Linked DNA regions of Mus musculus: regions 1, 2, 3, 5, 6 and 7 are each linked to region 4. A link is a contact called in public HiCAR-type and promoter capture Hi-C data. All regions are on one chromosome and are shown on one strand. The core of a region is the stretch at or near the end of the contact, and the rest is flanking DNA. Distances in the headings are between cores, read along the strand shown. Region 1 holds the start of Mars2 (methionine-tRNA synthetase 2 (mitochondrial)). Region 2 has its middle 27 kb from the start of Mob4. Region 3 holds the start of Gtf3c3 (general transcription factor IIIC, polypeptide 3). Region 4 holds the start of Maip1 (matrix AAA peptidase interacting protein 1). Region 5 holds the start of Coq10b (coenzyme Q10B). Region 6 overlaps Rftn2 (raftlin family member 2). Region 7 holds the start of Mob4 (MOB family member 4, phocein).

Evidence for each region. Promoter capture Hi-C pulls out the DNA fragments that hold promoters and counts their contacts. HiCAR-type assays count read pairs that join an accessible place to other places.
Region 1: a promoter capture Hi-C map of hippocampal neurons shows a contact between it and region 4, with 14 times the contacts expected there. The contact joins the promoter of Mars2 here to the promoter of Maip1 in region 4. A contact is called at or near these places in 17 of 39 promoter capture datasets (the 3T3-L1 cell line, 3T3-L1-derived adipocytes, the C10 cell line and 10 more), 4 of 484 Hi-C or Micro-C datasets (3T3-L1-derived adipocytes, LSK cells, cortical neurons and 1 more), 4 of 115 datasets of contacts at active chromatin or transcription factors (embryonic forebrain, embryonic hindbrain, embryonic limb bud and 1 more) and 2 of 9 other capture datasets (adipose tissue and liver).
Region 2: a promoter capture Hi-C map of hippocampal neurons shows a contact between it and region 4, with 6 times the contacts expected there. The contact joins the enhancer-like site here to the promoter of Maip1 in region 4. A contact is called at or near these places in 4 of 39 promoter capture datasets (the 3T3-L1 cell line, embryonic stem cells, hippocampal neurons and 1 more) and 1 of 115 datasets of contacts at active chromatin or transcription factors (embryonic forebrain).
Region 3: a contact with region 4 is called in a promoter capture Hi-C map of liver, with 2.1 times the contacts expected there. The contact joins the promoter of Gtf3c3 here to the promoter of Maip1 in region 4. A contact is called at or near these places in 2 of 39 promoter capture datasets (hippocampal neurons and liver).
Region 5: a contact with region 4 is called in a HiCAR-type map of astrocytes, with 7 times the contacts expected there. The contact joins the promoter of Coq10b here to the promoter of Maip1 in region 4. A contact is called at or near these places in 7 of 39 promoter capture datasets (the 3T3-L1 cell line, the HPC-7 cell line, hippocampal neurons and 3 more) and 5 of 115 datasets of contacts at active chromatin or transcription factors (astrocytes, embryonic forebrain, epiblast stem cells and 2 more).
Region 6: a promoter capture Hi-C map of neutrophils shows a contact between it and region 4, with 5 times the contacts expected there. The contact joins the enhancer-like site here to the promoter of Maip1 in region 4. A contact is called at or near these places in 8 of 39 promoter capture datasets (the 3T3-L1 cell line, embryonic stem cells, liver and 2 more), 2 of 115 datasets of contacts at active chromatin or transcription factors (embryonic forebrain and pro-B cells) and 1 of 9 other capture datasets (embryonic stem cells).
Region 7: a contact with region 4 is called in a HiCAR-type map of astrocytes, with 6 times the contacts expected there. The contact joins the promoter of Mob4 here to the promoter of Maip1 in region 4. A contact is called at or near these places in 6 of 39 promoter capture datasets (the C10 cell line, embryonic stem cells, hippocampal neurons and 2 more) and 2 of 115 datasets of contacts at active chromatin or transcription factors (astrocytes and embryonic forebrain).

Annotation. Positions count from the first base shown.
Region 1 is chr1:55,235,768-55,238,467 of GRCm38.p6, forward strand. It overlaps Mars2 (methionine-tRNA synthetase 2 (mitochondrial)), which reads left to right and starts at 1,410. Exons shown (of 1, transcript NM_175439.3): 1 at 1,410-2,700. The coding sequence starts at 1,473.
Region 2 is chr1:55,157,094-55,159,793 of GRCm38.p6, forward strand. No RefSeq gene overlaps it. Among named protein-coding and RNA genes, the nearest start is that of Mob4, 27 kb to the left of the region's middle. Within about 2 kb of position 1,353, at least 8 of the 459 cell types and tissues checked have an H3K27ac peak or open chromatin away from gene starts, as enhancers often do. A contact at or near this core is called in hippocampal neurons, where this site is marked.
Region 3 is chr1:54,437,754-54,440,453 of GRCm38.p6, forward strand. It overlaps Gtf3c3 (general transcription factor IIIC, polypeptide 3), which reads right to left and starts at 1,273. Exons shown (of 18, transcript NM_001033194.3): 1 at 1,060-1,273; 2 at 79-190. The coding sequence starts at 1,161.
Region 4 is chr1:57,404,843-57,407,542 of GRCm38.p6, forward strand. Maip1 (matrix AAA peptidase interacting protein 1) reads left to right here and starts at 1,424. Exons shown (of 5, transcript NM_001081181.3): 1 at 1,424-2,380. The coding sequence starts at 1,931. Tyw5 (tRNA-yW synthesizing protein 5) reads right to left here and starts at 1,832. Exons shown (of 8, transcript NM_001037742.2): 1 at 1,542-1,832. The coding sequence starts at 1,619.
Region 5 is chr1:55,051,517-55,054,216 of GRCm38.p6, forward strand. It overlaps Coq10b (coenzyme Q10B), which reads left to right and starts at 1,254. Exons shown (of 5, transcript NM_001039710.1): 1 at 1,254-1,474. The coding sequence starts at 1,359.
Region 6 is chr1:55,209,092-55,211,791 of GRCm38.p6, forward strand. Rftn2 (raftlin family member 2) reads right to left here. Exons shown (of 9, transcript NM_028713.1): 3 at 2,059-2,170. Gm51743 (a long non-coding RNA gene) reads left to right here. Exons shown (of 3, transcript XR_003948664.1): 3 at 1,741-2,065. Among named protein-coding and RNA genes, the nearest start is that of Gm51743, 8.5 kb to the left of the region's middle. Within about 2 kb of position 1,325, at least 119 of the 459 cell types and tissues checked have an H3K27ac peak or open chromatin away from gene starts, as enhancers often do. A contact at or near this core is called in neutrophils and pro-B cells, where this site is marked.
Region 7 is chr1:55,129,856-55,132,555 of GRCm38.p6, forward strand. It overlaps Mob4 (MOB family member 4, phocein), which reads left to right and starts at 1,390. Exons shown (of 8, transcript NM_025283.3): 1 at 1,390-1,504. The coding sequence starts at 1,445.

The DNA.
Region 1 (2,700 bases), core at 160-2,659, 2.2 Mb before region 4:
TCTCTCTCCTCTCTCTCTCTCTCTCTCTCTCTCTCTCTCTCTCTCTCTCTCTCTCTCTCTCTCTCTCTCTCTCCAGGTGTACCCGGTTCAAGTAGGCAACACAGTGGATGGTGCACGCCTTTAATCCCAGCACCTGGGATGCAGAGGCAGGCAGATTTCTGAGTTCAAGGCCAACCTGGTCTACACAGTGAGTTTCAGGACAGCCAGGGCTAGACAGAGAAACCCTGTCTCAAAACAAAAAAAAACCCCAAAAAAAACCCAAAAAAATAAAACACAAACAAACAAACAAAAAACTCAACAAAACAAAAAAAAACCCAAACAAACCAAAAACAAAAACCAAACCCTCAGGGCACTATTACTCTTGGAAGAGAGGGAAGGACACAGCGCACAGATCTCAACTGCAGCTCATCTCTAACTTAAACACTAATGTGCACCACAGTCCATTGGTGAGCTAAGTAAAGCTTAGATTGCTGGTCTGAGATCCCAGTTTCTGCCTCAGCAGGTAGGGAATGGGCCTCAGATGTCTAAGTTCCTGGTGTGTCTCATGCTGCTTTGGGGACCATTCTTTGAGAATCACTAACAGTACTTAGGTTGGGTGAGGGTTTATAGGTGTTCCAATCTCATTTTAGTATGTGCATATATACACTGTTTAAATTAAATGGGGGTGGGGAGGCCAGTTGTGGATGAGAAAATATGCAGTGAGCCAAGGATTAATAATAAAAATTTGGGATTTTAAAATTCTCTCCTGCTAAAAATTAGGATTTCATTCTCAAAGCTCAGTCTTGGAAGAATTTCAAGACTATTAGAGGAGAAAATTGTGACTTGTTTTGTACAATAAAGCTGAAAGTTAATGTTTCCTTATCTGCACACCTGTGACTCCGCACTCCAGTCCCTGGATGAGTTCTCAAATCAATCCTTAAGGCTCAGCAACATGTTCAGACACGTCATTTCCTTTTCTGCCAGTGCTTATCGTTCCTTAAAGCGCTTTGTGAAATTATTTTCCTTTCTTTCAGATTTATTTAGATTCTGAGACAAACCTTAAATGGTTTTTCTATGTTGACTAGAGGATACCAAGAGGCCGGATTTGTGCCCTGCTTTGACAGTTAATGAGTTTGGAAAATACCTCAATATAAAAATCTTGCCAACAAGTTCAGTCCAGAACCGATCAGTTCAGTTCAGATCCAGAACAGATCTCAAAGAGTAAAACTGCACAACACCCGGGATACGCTCTTCTTTCCCCAACTGCCCTGACACGGAACCCACTAGCCGACTACTCAAAAACTCCCGCCGGCCACCCGCCCCTGCGCGCTGCAGGAAACCGGTGGAGGCGGGGGAGTTGCGGGCGGGGCCGCAGGAGTCAACGCTTGCCGTTCATTGGCTTCCGCGCCGGAAGCGGCGGTACCGTCCAGCTGCGCACGCGCCCTTTCCCGTGCTCGGGAACACCGCCTCCAGTGCTGGGGCCGGCTGTCACCATGCTGCGGCAGTGTGCTCGCTGGGTGTTGACGCGCACCCGGTTCGGCCGCGGCTGTCGCCGCTACGGTTCGTGCTCGCCGAGCGCTAGTGGCGACGCCGGGGAAGCGCGGGCCTACTTCACCACACCTATCTTCTACGTGAACGCCGCGCCGCACATCGGGCACCTGTACTCGGCGCTACTGGCCGACGCCCTGTGCCGCCACCGTCGTCTCCGAGTTCCCGGCTCTGCGTCCACGCGGTTTTCCACCGGCACGGATGAGCACGGCCTGAAGATCCAGCAGGCGGCAGCCACCGCCGGCTTGGCCCCGATCGAGCTGTGCGATCGAGTGTCTGCCCAGTTTTTGCAGCTTTTCCGGGAGGCTGACATCTCTTCCACGGACTTCATCCGCACCACGGAGGCTCGGCACCGAGTAGCGGTGCAGCATTTCTGGGGTGTGCTGGAGGCCCGGGGTCTGCTTTACAAAGGGATCTATGAAGGGTGGTATTGTGCCTCGGATGAGTGCTTCTTGCCGGAGGCCAAGGTTACTCGGCAGGTGGGTCCGTCCGGGGATCCCTGTCCCGTGTCTCTCGAGAGCGGACATCCTGTCTCCTGGACGAAGGAAGAAAATTACATTTTCAAGCTTTCTCAGTTTCGAGAACCACTCCAGCGGTGGCTTGGAAACAATCCTCAGGCAATCACACCGGAACCGTTCCACCAGGCAGTTCTTCAGTGGCTGGAGGAGGAGCTGCCCGACTTGTCCGTTTCTCGAAGGAGTAGCCATCTGCACTGGGGCATACCAGTTCCCGGGGACGACTCGCAGACCATCTACGTGTGGCTGGATGCCCTGGTCAACTACCTCACTGTAGTTGGCTACCCAGATGCAGATTTCAAGTCTTGGTGGCCAGCCACCTCTCATATCATAGGTAAGGACATTCTCAAATTTCATGCTATTTATTGGCCTGCCCTTCTCCTAGGGGCAGGATTGAGGCCACCACATCGCATCTATGTCCACTCGCACTGGACGGTGAGTGGCCAAAAAATGTCCAAAAGCTTGGGCAACGTGGTGGATCCCAGGACTTGCCTTGATCGCTATACTGTGGATGGCTTTCGCTACTTTCTCCTTCGGCAGGGCGTTCCCAATTGGGACTGCGATTACTATGATGAAAAGGTGGTTAAATTGCTGGACTCCGAGCTGGCAGATGCCTTAGGAGGGCTTTTAAACCGGTGCACTGCCTACAGAATAAATC
Region 2 (2,700 bases), core at 103-2,602, 2.2 Mb before region 4:
GCAGCCAGTGCTTTTAACTGCTGAGCCATCTCTCCAGCCTCTCAGTTAAATTCTTAATGACTTGATATTTTAGTATCTAAGTAAGATAAGTAGAAAACCATGATTGTATTGTTAGTAATACTGTATTGTAGACATCCATTGACTGGTCAAGTTCATTTTGCAATAGAACTGACAGCCCTCAACCTCATGGTTAAGCTTTTAGTAAGGCAGGCTATGACGGCACATGCCTAGTTAACTCAGGAGGGTGAGGTAGGAAGATGAGAGTTCTAGGCCAGCTGGGGCTATGTGGCAAGCAGGATGGTCTCAGAACAAGGGACACGGGAAGCTGGGGCTCAGAGATGCTCAGTGCAAGCATTGGGGGTTTGAATTCAAGCTCCTAGGACTCACTTAAGAGCTGGGTTTAGTGCCACTGATCCCAGCACTGGGAGGCAAAGATCGTAGAGCCCTGTAGACAGCTCACTGCAGCTCAGGTGCCAAGATGCAGGTTCAGAGATGGAGACTGGGTATGGTGACGCACGCCTTTAATCCCAACACTCAGGAGGCAGAGGCAGGTGGGTCTCTGAGCTCAAGGCCAGCCTGGTCTACATAGAGACTTTCTAAGGCCAGCCTGGTCTACATAGAGACTTTCTAAGGCCAGCCTGGTCTACATAGAGACTTTCAGGACAATATGGAGATACATAGCTATCTCAAGTCCCCAAAGATGAAGGACTGCTAGAGGAAGACACCTGGCATTTACCTTTGGTTTTCACAGATAGACAAATGGGCAGGTACACATCCCATCTGCGTGTGTATACACCACATATACACCATTCGTACACACGTGATGTTTTTGTTTGTGTGTGTCCTTGGGCTTGGTGGCATGCCTTTACCTGCTGAACCGTCTTGCTGGCCCTTACTTTGTTTTAAGCATGAATTGCCTCTCAGGTTCTCCAGCTGCTCCCACTTGTATTCTGACCCAAAGTCTGCATGCTTGGACTACACTGTAACCCAGCCAGATACAGATTTGAGCCTTGGGCATTGGCAGACACTAATAGCAGCATTTAAGTTATCTCCCAAAATGGTGAAAGAAATTGGCTATATCCCTCAAACTGATCCTCAAACAGAGGATCCTCAAACAGAGGATTGGCTCTCCTGCTGTAGACAAGCCTCGGTGAATCCATTTTTTCTTGCTGTCTGTCTAGAGAACTGTTTCCATAAGAAATGCTGTGGACTGCTGGGCATTGTGGAATCTAAACTGAGCCTGAGTCAGAATGGTTTGGGCATTTCCAGTTCAGTGGGAAGGAACACTTTGAAGTGAACCCAATGATTGTGGGTGCATTGTAGGGTAACAGACCTCCAGAGCTTACTCATCTCTTGTGTCTGGAACTTTGTCAGTTGATGCATAAAACTGCACAGCTCGCCTTCTCTGGCTCTTGGTTACCATTCTACTCTGTTTCTATCCAATTTTAGAAACCTCATACCAGAGTGGGGTGTCTTCCTTAGTGAAGTTACGCAGCATTTGGGCTAGGTTCTTTGAACAAGCACTGCATCCTTCAAGCCCATCCACGTTATTGTAGACTGAGGGTCCCCCCTGCCCCCTTTCCCTTTATGTATGTATTTTGTGTACATGTGTGCCTGTGTGCCATGTGAATGCAGAGCACAGAAGAGGGCATCAGGTCTCTTGGACCTGGAGTTATTGATGGTTGTTAGAAACTGTGGGTGTGTGAACCCAATCCAGTGTCTAGGAGAGCAGTTCCCTTCGCTGCTGAACCATCTTCTGCCCTTTTTGTCAAGATCTTCATTTCAGTTGTCTTTAAAATGTCAGACGTAGGAATGTTGAATGTGTGGCGCTTCTGTTTTTAATGTTCAGAGAATCTCCACACTATTTTTATAGCTGCTGCAGCAATTTGCATCCCTACCAGTTGGGCAAAGTCTCCGTTTTCTCCACATTATCTCCATTTTGTGGATAGTAGTCATCCCTGCAGGAATGAGCAGCATCCATGAGCCTCGTTTCCCTGACGACACTGGACACTTTCTCTCACACCTCTTGGTTGTTCCTGCGTTGTCCTTGGATAAATGTCTCTTCTGCTCCTTAGCTAGTGTTTATTTCGCTTGTGCCATTGCATTGTTACTTACCTGTTTTGGAGAGTAACTTTTGCAAATATTTTTTTGCCATTCTTAGATTGTCTTCTTATGTTCCTTTGCTGTACAGAAGCTTTTCTTTAAAGAACAAACACACACACACACACACACACACACACACAAACCCCAAACCTTTGTGGGGCTAGAGAACTGGTACAGATTAATAGCACTGGCTGCTCTTCCAGAGCACCTGGGTTCAATGCCCAGCACCTACGTGGTGCCTCACAACTGTCCATGACTCTACGTTTAACACCATTTTCTGGCCTCTGTGTGCACCAGGCATGCACATGATGCACAGACCTACATGCCAACAAACTACACATATATTCACATATGTGTGAATCTTTAAACAAAAACATACTAGCACACATACATATGTGTGAATCGTTAAACAAAAACATACTAGCTTATGTGTGCGAATGGATGCGTGTATACTGAGAATCCCCTGCCCATCATGCATGTGTACAGCTCAGAAAACAACTTTGGGAGTGCGTTCTTTCCTACTAGGGTCCCAGGGATGGAACTCAGGTCGCCAGGCTTGGCAGCAAGTACATTATCCGTTGAATCCTCTCACTAGCC
Region 3 (2,700 bases), core at 23-2,522, 3.0 Mb before region 4:
AATAAAAAGTAAAAAGCAAATAGTGTTTTTATCAAATCATTTTACTTAAGTGCTCATTTAAAGCCAGCAGTAACATACCTTCATTGGCGTCTTTGTCCTGGGATTTGGCAGAGTCAATTCCTGATGAGGATGGAACTTCGGAGTCATCTGGGTTTTCTTTGGGTGATGATTTTCCTTTTTCCTGAACACTCTGTGATTGGGAATTAAACAGTTCCAAAAACTAATTCAGATTTAATTCTCTCAGCCTTGAATAGGGCATTTGCCTTATCTTTATAAAAGTTGACCCTCCCCTATGATACGTGGAATCTAAATTTGAATAGTTTCAAAGTGTTCCAATGTACTTAAGTCTTTAGTTTATGTAAGTCATTTGCAAATACAAGTGGAATGATTTTAAATATTTTAATGTCATCAATCTAAGACTTTAAATAAACCATAGGGTTCATAGAAGTCTATGAGTCAAGAAAGAAATCATTAGCTAACTTCAAAAGGGTCAAGAGATCTTTATGTTGGTCCCTTGGCCTTCAAACAAATGAGAAACTATTTAAAGTTCAGATCTTTATTAAAATTTGAAAAAGTAACAGATATCCTCACTATCTGGTTAGTTAGGTTTACTTTTATGTCTAAGAAAAAAAATTACACGGAGACTCCTCAAAAATAGGCGCACCAGGGGTGCATGTAGCTTTGCGATGGGGAGCTTTGTCCAGCAGGCTGGAGGCCCTGAAGTTTGATCCCCAAGACCCCTATACAGACCACAAAAACAAAAGGCCTGGTTCCCACCACCGTCACAACCTAGTTGCAAGATAGGTTTAGAACTAATCAGATCACCCTGTCTGGCTCATCGACTTAACAGGTATTAGGGGGTCGGGGGAGGTTAGCGCCCACCAAGGCTGGCTTTCGGGTGGGGAGATGTCTTTAGAGGCTCTGAGTACTCGGGTGGGAGTGAAAATCGGAAATTTTGGAAGAGGTGAAAGCTGCTGGATCCCGGGCCCACCCTGGGCAACCCACGACTCGGTTTCGGGGAAAACAAGACCGAGGAGCACCGGGGGCCCAGCGGCTCACTTTCTTCTCTCGGGTTTTTCTCTCTTCTCTCCGCCTTTCGAACTCTTCAAAGGAGATTTTCCCTTCCAGGTAGTCGATAAGTTCCGGGCTGAACCCCGACATGTCTGCAGGGCCGACGCTGCGCAGCGGGCCAGGGAAGCTGCAGCACTCCCAGGCTCTGTAGGACGCCTAGGAGAGACCGGACCAGCGTCCGCCCTAGAAACCTTCCCGGCCTGCGCCGCGGCCGCGCACTCTGGTTCCGCCTGCGCTCTAGGCCCCAGGCCTCTTCCCACAGGCAAGGGAGTGTCCAAATGCATCTTTCAAGCGCCAGACTCCCTTAAACTACCAGCTAGAGGAGCCTTTTTTTTTTTTAAAGATGTATGTATTAGTTTGTTTGTTTGCTTGCTTGCTTATTTTATGTATAGGAGTACACTGTCTTCAGACACACCAGAAGAAGGCATCAGATCCCATTACAGATGGCTGTGAGCCACAATGTGGTTGCTGGGAATTGTACTTAGGACCTCCGGAAGAGCAGTCAGTGTTCTTAACCACTGAACCATCTCTACAGGAGACTTTTGATCTGGGGATGCAGCACAGTGGCAGAGCGTTTGCCTGGGTTTCTATCTCTAATGTCAATCAACTTTTATGTCCCAAGTATTCATAAACTTTTTTGTTGTTGTTTTGTTTTGTTTTTTGTTTTTCGAGACAGGGTTTCTCTGTGTAGCCCTGGCTGTCCTGGAACTCACTTTGTAGACCAGGCTGGCCTCGAACTCAGAAATCCGCCTGCCTCTGCCTCCCGAGTGCTGGGATTAAAGGCGTGCCCCACCACGCTCGGCTGCTCTCAAACTTTTAAAGGGATTCTAACTCTTCCCATAGGGCGTCTACTGTATATCTGTTACATACATCTCTCAAAATAATCCTTAGGAACCTATGAGAGGAAAAAAAGGGAGAGGTGTGGGGAGGGTAATAGAACACTTGTAACATGAAAAAGGGCAACACCTGAAGTGGAAAGACTTGAGGTGGGACTTGAGGGGAGAGAGATGGAAGAGAGGGGTCAAAGTGAGTGAGTGAGAGAGAGAGAGAGAGAGAGAGAGAGGGAGAGAGAGAGAGAGAGAGATTATTTTCAACTCCTAGGAGCTCTTGTGATTTGCATTTTATCTTGTATTATAACTATTTCTTTTTCTAGAGACATTACCTATAAACATCAAAGACATTAGTTTATGTGTCATTATTATAAACCTGACTAACCTAATAACATGTATTCAAAACACATTTGTGAGTAAAGTTAGATGAAACTACAAGAGCCTTTGGAACTTTGGGCAAAGTTGAGCTCAGCATAGTCCTGGGTCCAAAGACGAGAGTCTATCTTTGATCATCTTTATGATAATCCAAGCTAAGGAGATCTGTAGCAGGGTTGCAGAATCAGAGGTCAAGACCTGCAAGAGCAGGACTACCAGATAGCAGAAAACTATCTCAGTCACTGCGTTTCTCCTGAGGAGGGATCTTACACAGGCGTGAAAACATACATGAGCAGACGGAGTGTGTTGATGTTATCCCCAGAAACAACTATGAGGATTACTCCCCTGAAGTCTTCAGGGAGTTGGGGAACTGTGCGGAAGACTCTATGTCTGTTTCCAGACTCACTCAAAGCGGGAAAGAGAA
Region 4 (2,700 bases), core at 174-2,673:
CCTGATCTACAGATCAGAATACCAGGGCAAGTAGGGCTACACAGAGATACCCTGTCTCCATAATAATAATAATTCCAGCACAATTAAAAAATCTTGCTGGGAGGTGGCCTACATGGAGGTATTTCTTTTTATAAGTAAGAATATTATAATAGTAACAAATCATGTCTAAGGCCAAAACGCATATGACCAGGTACGGCTTATCACCTTTCCTGTAAGATAGTTATTTTCTAGGATTCTCATGAGCAAGATTAAAGCTCCACCAGCAGTAAAAGACTTGTCTTTTTATATTTTGGGGGTTTTTTTGGTTTTGTTTCTTCTTTGTTTGTTTTTGAGACAAGATTTCTCCATGAAGCCCTGGCTGTCCTGGGACTTGCTCTGTAGATCAGGTTGGCCTGGAACTCAGAGATCTGCCTGCCTCTGCCTCCTGAATGTTGGGATTAAAAGCATGTGCCACCACTGACCTGTAAAAAAAGACACATCTTAACCTCCTTGTGCAATGTTAGTGAACCATGGTTTTACCTGATCAAACTATAGTATTAGCCCAAAGCATCTCTCTTGAAACATGAACTACAACTTCTTAGTAAACTTAAACTCTGCCTTATATTGACTCAATTAGAAATTCTTCTAGGGTCATCAGTAATCCTGTCTTCTCAAAGGAACACTTCAGGCTGCTCCAGCAGCATAGCGTAGCTGTAGCTACAGATCCTATCTTACTACCACTAATATACTTCAGAGACTTTTTCCCTTAGAATAATCGCCAGAATCCTTACTCTGTTATTCTGATACTTGGACTTTCTTGAAAAGTCCTGAGAGCAAACTTATTTTCTTTTCTTAAATCTAACTGCTTTCTGCTACTTCTTTCTTTAAAAACTAAAGGGAGCCGGGCGGTGGTGGCGCACGCCTTTAGTCTCAGCACTTCGGAGGCTGAGGCAGGCGGATTTATGAGTTCGAGGCCAGCCTTGTCTACAGAGTGAGTTCCAGGACAGCAAGAGCTATACAGTGAAACCCTGTCTCGGAAAAAACAAAACAACAAAACAAAACTAAAGGGCTTAATCCTTAATTATGATTCTGGCTTAAATCAAGGAATGACTTGTACCAGAGGAAACCTACGAGACGATTTCCATTGGTTTCCCTGTTGCAATCCTTCATTAGACTGAAATATCGAGTTTCAAAAATCTAATATCTCGAAATACTCCAGGGGCTGTTAGGACCAAGCAAGAGAAGGGCGAGGGATCCTGAACTAGACTTTAGGAAAAACTCCATAGAAAGGGAGCACGTGAGGTCAGAAAGCCACACGCGCGACCTCTCAGTGAGCTTCGTGCCACCCAGCTTTCTCCGGTCATCCTGCTCCCCAAAAATGTGGGGCCGTTTCTCTCCGGGGCTTTGAATTCCCGAGCAGGGCTACAGGTCCCTTCCGCTCACTCCCTTGACAGCAGAGCGCCTTCTCTTCCCCCGAACAATCTCTGGGTTGCAGGAGAGCAGATGGGCCGCCAGAAGGTACCGGGGTGTCTCCCCTGCCTTTCCGCGGCGGGCCTCCTCACCTGTGGATAAAGATGCTCCATGAACTGCTCCCGGGAGACGCCCCGCAGCCGGGGTACCGGAAGACGCTGCTCAGCCATGGTGAAATTCACAGGCCTGGGAATTTGGACGAGTTCTTCCACGCGTGATTTCCCCTGGAAACACTACTCCGGAAGAAATGGTCCGCGTAGGTGACTGACCCCAGAGGGCGGCGGCTGGTTCGAAGTGCGCACGGCGGGGAGCCCGAGGGCTTCGGCCTGGGCTGAGGGCTAACACAGCCGAAATGAGAGGACTCACCCGAGGCGGCGGCAGCGAGGCGGCCTTGGCTCCACTTCTCCAACCCCGGCGAGCTGGTTTCCCTCCGGCCTGCTTTCAGTACTGCACAGGCATGCAGAGGTGAAAGGTCACAAACATGGCGCTGGCCGCCCGTCTCCTACCTCTGCCCCTGCTTTCCCGGCCGCTGCCCGGCCCGGTCACCCGACTCCGGACTCTCGGTAGCACCGAGGTGAGGCTGACGCTGACTGAAATTTGCTGCCTGTGCCGCCGTCGCCTGGGCTCAAGCGCGGCTCCGATCCCTCGCTACACTCGGGCCTGGACAAGCCCTGCGTTGCGTTCCTGGAGCTCCCGAAGATCCCTTCTCGGCCGGGTAGAACATCCTCCAGCCCTCGCTTCTTTACCCGCTAGTCCCAGCCGCAGCTACAGCACCGAGGAGCAGCCCCAGCAACGCCAGAGAACCAGAATGATCATTCTGGGATTTTCCAATCCCATCAACTGGGTCCGGACTCGAATTTACGCCTTCCTTATTTGGGCCTATTTCGACAAAGAGTTCAGTATCGCTGAGTTCTCTGAAGGGGCGAAGCAGGTTTGTTTGCTCCCCTAACTGACCTCTCTGCCTCGTGCATTCAGCGTTTCCGTGATCAAGTGTTTAGCCATGAAGTTTCTTCATTGCGACCCGTGGTATCCAACGATGGTAGTGACCTAGACACTGAATCTTTCGGCCACTTCAGGACTTTAATAAGCTTCTAAGTGTGTTCGCATGGTCGTCAGGGAGGAGGGGTTCATTCAAGAAACTAGGATGAAGGCCTAAGTTCAAAGCCTGTTTGTCAGTGCCACTCTAAAATTAGTTAATCCTTTGGGTATGATTTTTCCAGAATTAGAAGATTAGAGAAGACAGTGCCTGGC
Region 5 (2,700 bases), core at 4-2,503, 2.4 Mb before region 4:
GACCTCAAAGCTCACTCCTACAGTGACTCACCTCCTCCAACAAGCCCAAACCTACTCCAACAATGCTACACTTCCTAATAGTACCACTTCCCATGGGCTAAGCATATTCAAACCACCACATACAAGTCACATAATTACCCGATAATGCAGTACACATTAGTTCTATCTTCCCTTTTGGAATATGAGCTATGTGAGGAGACAGACTCATTCACACCTCCAACATCTAGTAAGTCTTTCAAAATATATTATTGCCTATGTTTAACCAACAATCTCATTTATTCCTCAAGCTCTGCTAACCAAATGCAGCAGGCAGGATGGCCTACTGGGTAGAACTTGCTGTGCAAGTCTGATGACTCAAATTGAATCTCCAGGAACCCACATAAAGATGGAAGGTGAAGAGGTGACTTCACAAATGTGCCGTCTGACTTTCATAAGCCAAACACACATCACACACGTACATTCATATAGTAATAAAATATAATTCTATTTTTTAAAAAACTGTATTAGAGTCAGTGAGATGGCTAATCATTTAAAAAAAAACAATCGCTATGCAAGCCTGTTAAGTGAGTTCTTATTCCTTAGACCCACATGGGAAGACTCTGACCTTCACATATGCGTTTGTTACGTGTGCCCCTCCCTTATATGTAAGTCAGGACCTCATCCAATCCCTGAATGTGGCAAGCAAAATTGTTGCTTTGTATAGAATGAGAAAAACCTGGATCATAAAGGCAACACTACACCATATCTTGGCCACGTATGAAGAAGGCAGCTAGAACTGACAGGTCACTGGGCCTGTTCGGGGCGGTATGACCCGAAGTTGCTCTCTGAACAACACCTCAGGGTCAGCACAGCAGGTACCGTTTGAGATCGTCAATACACAGTAAAATCTGCCAGGCTCGGCAGCAGGAGCGAAAACACGCTGGGCCAGCGCTGGGTGGGGTGGGTGTGGGAGGCAGTTACATAATTAGCCAGCTCCTGGGCTTTCCTCCCCCGGCAGGGCGGCCCTCACGAGCCGAGCCTCGAGACTCGACCCCAAATAGCTCCAGGAAAAAACCCGGACCGTAGGTGAACCCAGGAGTTCGTCACGAAGATTACATAAGTGGCAGACTCCTGGCAGGAGCAGAGCGTGTCCCGGAGATCCGCGCCCCGATTGGCTGTCCCGAGGCGGCACTGGACACGTGCGTCAGCCTAGCGTCAGCGTGGCGTCATGGGGTTGGGAGGGACTTAGTGGGAAGAGGCGTGTCCAGCTGCTCAGAGGGCTCCCGGATTGGCTGAGAGGCGCAGGAGCCGTCCCTCCAGGCCGGCCTGAGGGCGGCGCCTCGTTCCGGGTGCCCGCGTTGGCTACCGGCTTCACAAAGATGATCATGGCAGCTCGGACCAGTCAGAGGGCCCTGGCGAGGGTGGCATCGGGGTGCCATCCGAAGTCGACCACCGTGACGGAAGCCCCGGCGCGGGGGTCTGCGCGCGACGTCAGGTAGCGAGCGGAGGTTTTCCGGGCGGCGGGTTCGGGACGGGCCTGTGGCCGGGGCGCTGACCCTAGTCGGCTCCGGAGACCCGGGGCGCGGCGCTCGGCCGGCTGGTCTGCGTGCACCTCATATTATCGGGGTGAGTCAGCGACGAGACGGCCGTGGGAGGACGGACAAGCAGCCGGGTCTCCGGCTCCCGCCCTTCCGGTCTCCAAGAGGTGGGCGGCGGCCGTCGGGAAAGTTTAACTGCGCCCGAGAGCGCCGGCTCCCGGGCCGTGGGAGTGCGTGTCCTGGCGGTGAACCGCTTGTCAGACGCTCTCTCACTTGCTGTGGAGTTCTTTGACCCCGGCCACTCAGCGCTTGCAAAATGAAACACAGCCAACAAAGAGGACCTGTTGTTTTTTTCACTACACTGTAACTTTGAGGTCCTGTAACCTTGAAGATGGCTCTGTCCTCGGTTTTCCTGCTTGGTCCTTTAGGTGGAGATGAACCTAGAGACCTGAAGGACACTATAAGTCTACAATGCAGTTTTCTATTACAAATAAGACTGTAATAAAGTATTCTCAAAAATTAAAATTAACTCAGAGTGGCGGCTCACACCTGTAATTTTAGCAATAAAGTCAAGTAAGTATCGCGGTGGGTTCAAGGCCAACCCGAACTACAAAGTGAGCCCCTGTCTCAGGACCAAAAGAAAAGAAAATTGGTATTTGAGATGAATCAATATGTATACATTACAGAGGAGAAAGTCCAACTCTTGCCTGGGTTTCAGAACATTTTGGTTGAATGAAGACTTTAAAATGTCAGCCAAGAGGCCAGGTCTGGTGCTTTGGAGGCCAGCCTGGTCTGTGTAGCTAGTTGCATATCAGCCAGAGCTACAAGGTAAGATTTGTCTCAAAAACAAACAGAAACTAGCAGCCATGCTTCATCTCCAAATCTTACACAAACATGTTGAAACTGTGAAATCGGGTAGTTTATCCTCAAAAGATAGCTTTTCAAGCAGGACATACTGCTTATATTACTGATTAAATGTTGCTTTGCTGCTTATGGTCCGAGGCTCATGCTCAGAAAGTCCATACCAGCCTCAGCCTGGGAAATACCAAGTGACTGGATCTAAAAAAAAAAAAGGCAACAAAAATGGTATATAAATGCATAAAAGTATTACATTATCTTGTGTTCTGGCCTTTAATGTAATATGTTATTTGAGAGAGTAGTTTTGGAATATTAGTGATTACAA
Region 6 (2,700 bases), core at 75-2,574, 2.2 Mb before region 4:
AGAAAGGAAAAATAACAAATAAAAACCAGAATAGTAGCAGAGAGCAGCTTGTGCACTCTGTAAAGCCTGGGTTTTTCCTTCCCCCTCAGCTGAATGGTAACCTGTACCTAAACTGGAAGAGACCTGGTTAACAGCTGTTAGTGTGAGTCGCAGTCCACAGGTGATCCTCCACAAGTGAGGTCACCGCCTGAAGGCAGCAACAGAAACACTCCACCTTTCCTTTTTCTCTTTGTAACTCAGGCTGCTCTGGAAGCCAGGGTCCCCCTGCCCTCAGCATCCTAAGTGCTCAAAGGTCGGAAGATGTGAGTCTGCATGCCTCACTCCAGTCTCACAATCTTTACCTGAAAAAAAGCGGAGTGGGTCCTTGACACCATATATTTAAATTAAATAAAGGCCACCTGGGTGTGCTGCTCTGATTTAATTCCAGCACTCAGAGGCACTGCTAGGCTGATCCCTGTGAGTTCAAGGCCAGTTTGGTCTAAAAAAAAAAAAAATCAACCTGTGCATCTCCTTTGGCACACCTCTATCTCTAAAAATATTTATATGAGTCATAGCAGTAGCAAAATTACAGTTTTGAAGTAGCAATGAAATAATTTTCTGGTTGGGGGCATCATAACATGAGGGACTGTATTAAGGAACTGCAGCATTAGGAGGGGTGAGAACCACAACAGCTAAGGCTACATAGTGAAACTGTTTTAAAAAACAAAACAAACGAAAACCCCACAAAACCAAAGACAATGACGACGATAACAACAACAACAACAACAAGAAAAGGACTTATAAGAATGTCAATGTGACTAAAAACTTTCAACAAAAAATTCTATCAATTTAGAATATTTATGGACATATAGATCTTCCCTGGTTTGGTCAATCTACATTTAGTGTTCAGTTTTTTAATTTATGCAGCTTTCAAAGTATACATTATTGTAATTTTCCCTCCATCTCTTTTCAAGTTATTTTTTCTTAAAAAAATAAAATAATTTTTTTGCTAACACCTCCATTCACAACTGAATGTGTCTACTTTTTTGGTTTTTTTTCATATTTTAAAAAAAGAAAATCTTTTTATTTCATCTGAAACTTTTGGAATTTACTTTCCACAGACCTGCTCCCCTAAGCAGTGACTAAAATACACGTATGCTTGCCATACCCTATTGCTACATTTGCGGTTAAACTTCTGTGCAGCCGAACTTCCTTTTGCTCCCTCTGGTCTGCTCTCCTGGCGCTTGGTTATGATCCTGTCTATTCTTGGTTGTCACTTTGACAGGATCTGGAACCGATTAACAGCCAAGTTGATGGCGCACCTGTGAAGCCTTTTCCTGCTCAGATTAACCCAAGTGAGAAGACCCACCCTAAAGGTGGGCGGTGCTTCTGGTGGCAGCCCCGCTAAAGGAAGCGGGAGGCACAAAGCTTTTTTTTTTTTTTGGCCTTCTGCCCTCTTGCCCTCCTGTGCTGCTTCAGTCCACCATGCTGGCAGCAAATTGCTGCTGCTAGTTTTGTCTGACATTAAAGCCCAGTTTCTTCAGCCTTCAAAAAGGGACTGAAGACTAGTGGTTTTCCAGAATCTTCCAGGCCTTCAGCATCCAGCTGAGACTGGTTAGGCATCCGGTCTTTGGAAGGAGCTGCTTCAGGGTATAAGGCAGCCCCAGTGTGAAGGGGGCCACTGCTCTCCTCCTTAGACTGCTACATAAACCAACCGGACAAGCCCTTCAGTGCACTCACTCTCATGCTCTTCCTCCATAGGGTCCTGGCTAATGCAGTTTAGTAATGGCTCACAGGCTCAACATTTTGAATTCCGTGGAATATGGCACCATTGGTTTCTTAATCTTCTGGATCCTCCTCTGTAGCCCAGACTGCCTGGAGCTCATGATGTAGCCCAGGCTGGCTTTGAACTCGTGTTGTAGCTGAGGATAGCCTTGCACTCATCGCCCCTCCCCTTGCACAGCCCCAGGATTACAGGCCTGTGCTACCATGCCTGGCTTCCCGGTGGTTTTCAGGTAAGAAAGGAAACTGTTTCTTAGCTGCCCCAGGAAGGCACTCTCAGTTCCTTCGACGCAGTACCTTGTCCATGAGTTCCTTTGCAGCGTCGTTTGCTTGTGCCTCACAAGTTAGTGGACACTCCTCCATCACAAGCCTTGCGCGCCTTTGTCCGCCTGCTGCAGAATGCTTGGGGCTGCAAGGAGAACAGGCATGGTCAGAGGCAAGCTGCTGCTTTCCAGCTATGTCCATAGGAAAGCCTTGAGCGGCTCAAAAGCAAGGTCAAGGCCATCACTTTGTTCCTTCATTCCTGATGCTTATCTCAGAGTGCTGCAGACACACAGAGATTTCTGTTACCTTGTATTTCCTTAATTTAAGCTTCCAGGGATTTGAATTCCTAATTTAAGGAGACTGCTGTTGGGCAGGAGCACAAGTAAGCACAGGAGCACGACAATCCTATTTAAATGCAGAGCAACACGTCTGTCTCTCCCTCTTTGTCTTTACTGAGCTCTAACTTTTGCCAGGTTGTAGCCACTGCTGAGCCTATCTAACACCAAAAGCAGGAAGGGCATTTATACACAGTTGATGGAATTTGTAATCAAGACATAGCATTACTACAGCATAAAAATGTCAAAAGTGTAAAAATGAAAGTGCTTAATAATGTTTGGAATGGAAACATTTATATTCTAGTAAAGGCTGAAGTCCATACACACTCTTGTGTGCCTG
Region 7 (2,700 bases), core at 140-2,639, 2.3 Mb before region 4:
CCCCGCCGCAGCTCTTATGTTGGAACACTTGGTGTTCAGCTTGAGATTCGATTTGGAGGTTGTGTAATTCTAACCATGGCCCAGCTCTGAGAAGTGGCTCACTTTGGGCGGGTCTTGATGCAGATACCAGCTTCTGCCTCCAGCTTAAGACCTCTGTTTCTGAACCCCATGCTCTTGAAGTTATAAAGAGCACTTACCCAGTGTCCACAACTTCCTCACCAGGTGTCCCATGGTACTATAAACCAAAACAAACTTTTCTTGTTTGGAAAAAAAAAAGATTCTGGTAAAAATGCTGTGTTTTTTTTCTTATTTTGGGAAAGATTGAGAGAAGATTTAAGTCTTGCTCTGTAGCCCTGCCTGGCCTGGAACTCTCTATGTAGCCCATGCTGGCTTTGAATTCTAAACAATTCTTTTAACTGTTTTGCTTATTTACTTGCTTATTTATTTAATGTGTGTAAGCTTTTTACCTGCATGCGCCCAAGGGATTCAGAAAAAGGTGTGGGATCACCTGGGTTGGATTACACATGAACCCCTAAGCCTGGCCGGGCATGCCGTGTACTCCGTTGGTCCCAGCACTCAAAACAAATCTCTTAAATTCAAGGAACATCAGGGAGACGCTGTCTCCAAAAAAAGAAAACACAAAACCAAAACAACAACAAAAGAAAACACACAAAAAACATCACACTTAAAAACACGAGAAACTTGGAATTTTGTTAAGATACAGAATTCATAAAAGCCATCAAGGGCTATTCATTTCCTCCTGCTTCCGACTTGCAAAAATGTGAGTTTATTTTAACTCTAACACACAATAACAGATGTGCGCTTTCTATCTCATGATGGGCATTTTTTTTTTTAATTTAGCATTGAGTCTTTTATCTACGGAAACCAACTTGTCATTGAAAGAGTCCTTGGCTTTTCAGTAAGAGGACCCTAGAAGCAAGATTTATCAGTACCTCCTGTCTTCCCTTTAACCGACCCAGCCAATCTGATTCTAGATTGGGTTAATCCATGAAGATTCTATAAAAATTTACCAGATTATCTGGGGTGGAGAATTATGTTCTCATTTCGCTTTTCTGAGATGGTCACTATTGTGCAAACTGCCCTTCCAGTCTATAGACAGCTGAAGGACAAACACCCACAAGTGACGCAGGCTTGGGTCACCTGCACCACAGACCTTGGAAGCGGCTCTCTACCCCAGCTTCCGGTCGCATCTTCCTTTTCGGCCTCGGCGGAGCTCCGCCGGCTGTTCATTCTGTGCTCCTCCCTCCGCCGGAGCCGCGGGCTCGGCACTCTTCCCATGGTGCTCCGCGCGGGCGGCGGCTGTTCCGCAGGCTGCCGCCCCTCCCCGCCGCCGCAGCGCTGAGCCCCGCCGTGCCCCGCCCCCCGCGCAAGCTGCCGGCCCCCACATCCGGGTACCGACGCCAGCCGCCCAGACTCTGGCACTATGGTCATGGCGGAGGGGACGGCAGTGCTGAGGCGGAACAGGCCAGGCACCAAGGCGCAGGTATCGTCCCTACGGCTTTCCTGTCACAGAGTTGGCGGGGCCGAGCCGGGGCTCTCCTGCTGGCGGGACTCCGTCTAGGAGAGGCCAGGGCGAGCGGGTGGGGGCCGTGGCCGCGGTGGCTGGCCTGCGCTTCCGGAGCCGCGGCCCCGGAGGCAGCCGAGCCGGCGCCGGCCGCCCTGGAGGCCTGCTAGACGCAGGACCCCGCTGTGTTCGCCGAGGCCCGGGGCTGACGCTTGTCACCAGCGGCTGCTGCTGCGCTGCCTGCTGTGAGTGGCAGCTGACGGCGCCCGGGTGTGGGGTGGGCCAGCTGGGGACCAGGGGGCTGTCCCCGCGTCGGGACCGCCGGCGTCGAGGGCTGTAAACACTGCCCACCTCACCGGGAGCAAGCTTGGCCGGTGACGTACCTGCCGGTCGGCTCCATCCAGTTGGTCTAGCCGGATGCAGGTGGCACTAGTTTGCGTTATCCTCCTGTTGTTTGTCTTTGCCACCACTCCCTTCGGCTTCCCTGCAGCTGTTCTCTGGTCCAGCAAGTTTTCGGCACCAGGTTGTGACTTGTTACATGTCATTCCTTGCGTATATTCATGCTAATGCGCGTGGACAATAGTCGGAATGAACTGATTATATACATCAAAATAATAGTAGGGCACTATGGGGAGTAAATTGGTGCTTCTTAGGACTTGCAAACCAGGGATGCTTCACAGTAAAAAAGAACAGAAAAGAACGGAAAAGACCCCCCCCCCAAAAAAAAAAACCACCCACGTTGACATTCAAACTTGATAGGATTAATCAGCCTTTGGAAATGGGTTGAGTCGTTGAGTAGAAGTTCTAAAATCAAAAGAGATATGTTTAAAATGTAATTTTAGCAGGCTGTGTTCTTGTTGCTGCCCAGCCTGCTGCCTCTTACCGTGTACTGAGTAAACTTTTTCTGTTAAAATGTAATTTTTAGGGTCAAGTGGAAATCAAAATACTTAATGCTACTGAGTTTTAGAGAGTTACTGTTTTTCTTTTCTTTCTTTTGTCTTTCTTCTTTCTCTCTTCTCTCTCTTCTCTCTCTCTCTCTCTCTCTCTCTCTCAAGGGTTTCCCTGTGTAGCCTTGACTTTCCTGGAAGTAGCTCTGTAGACTAGGTTGGCCTCGAACTCCGAGATCCACCTGCCTCCCCCATACACACACATCCAATTTAGAGACTTGCTATTTA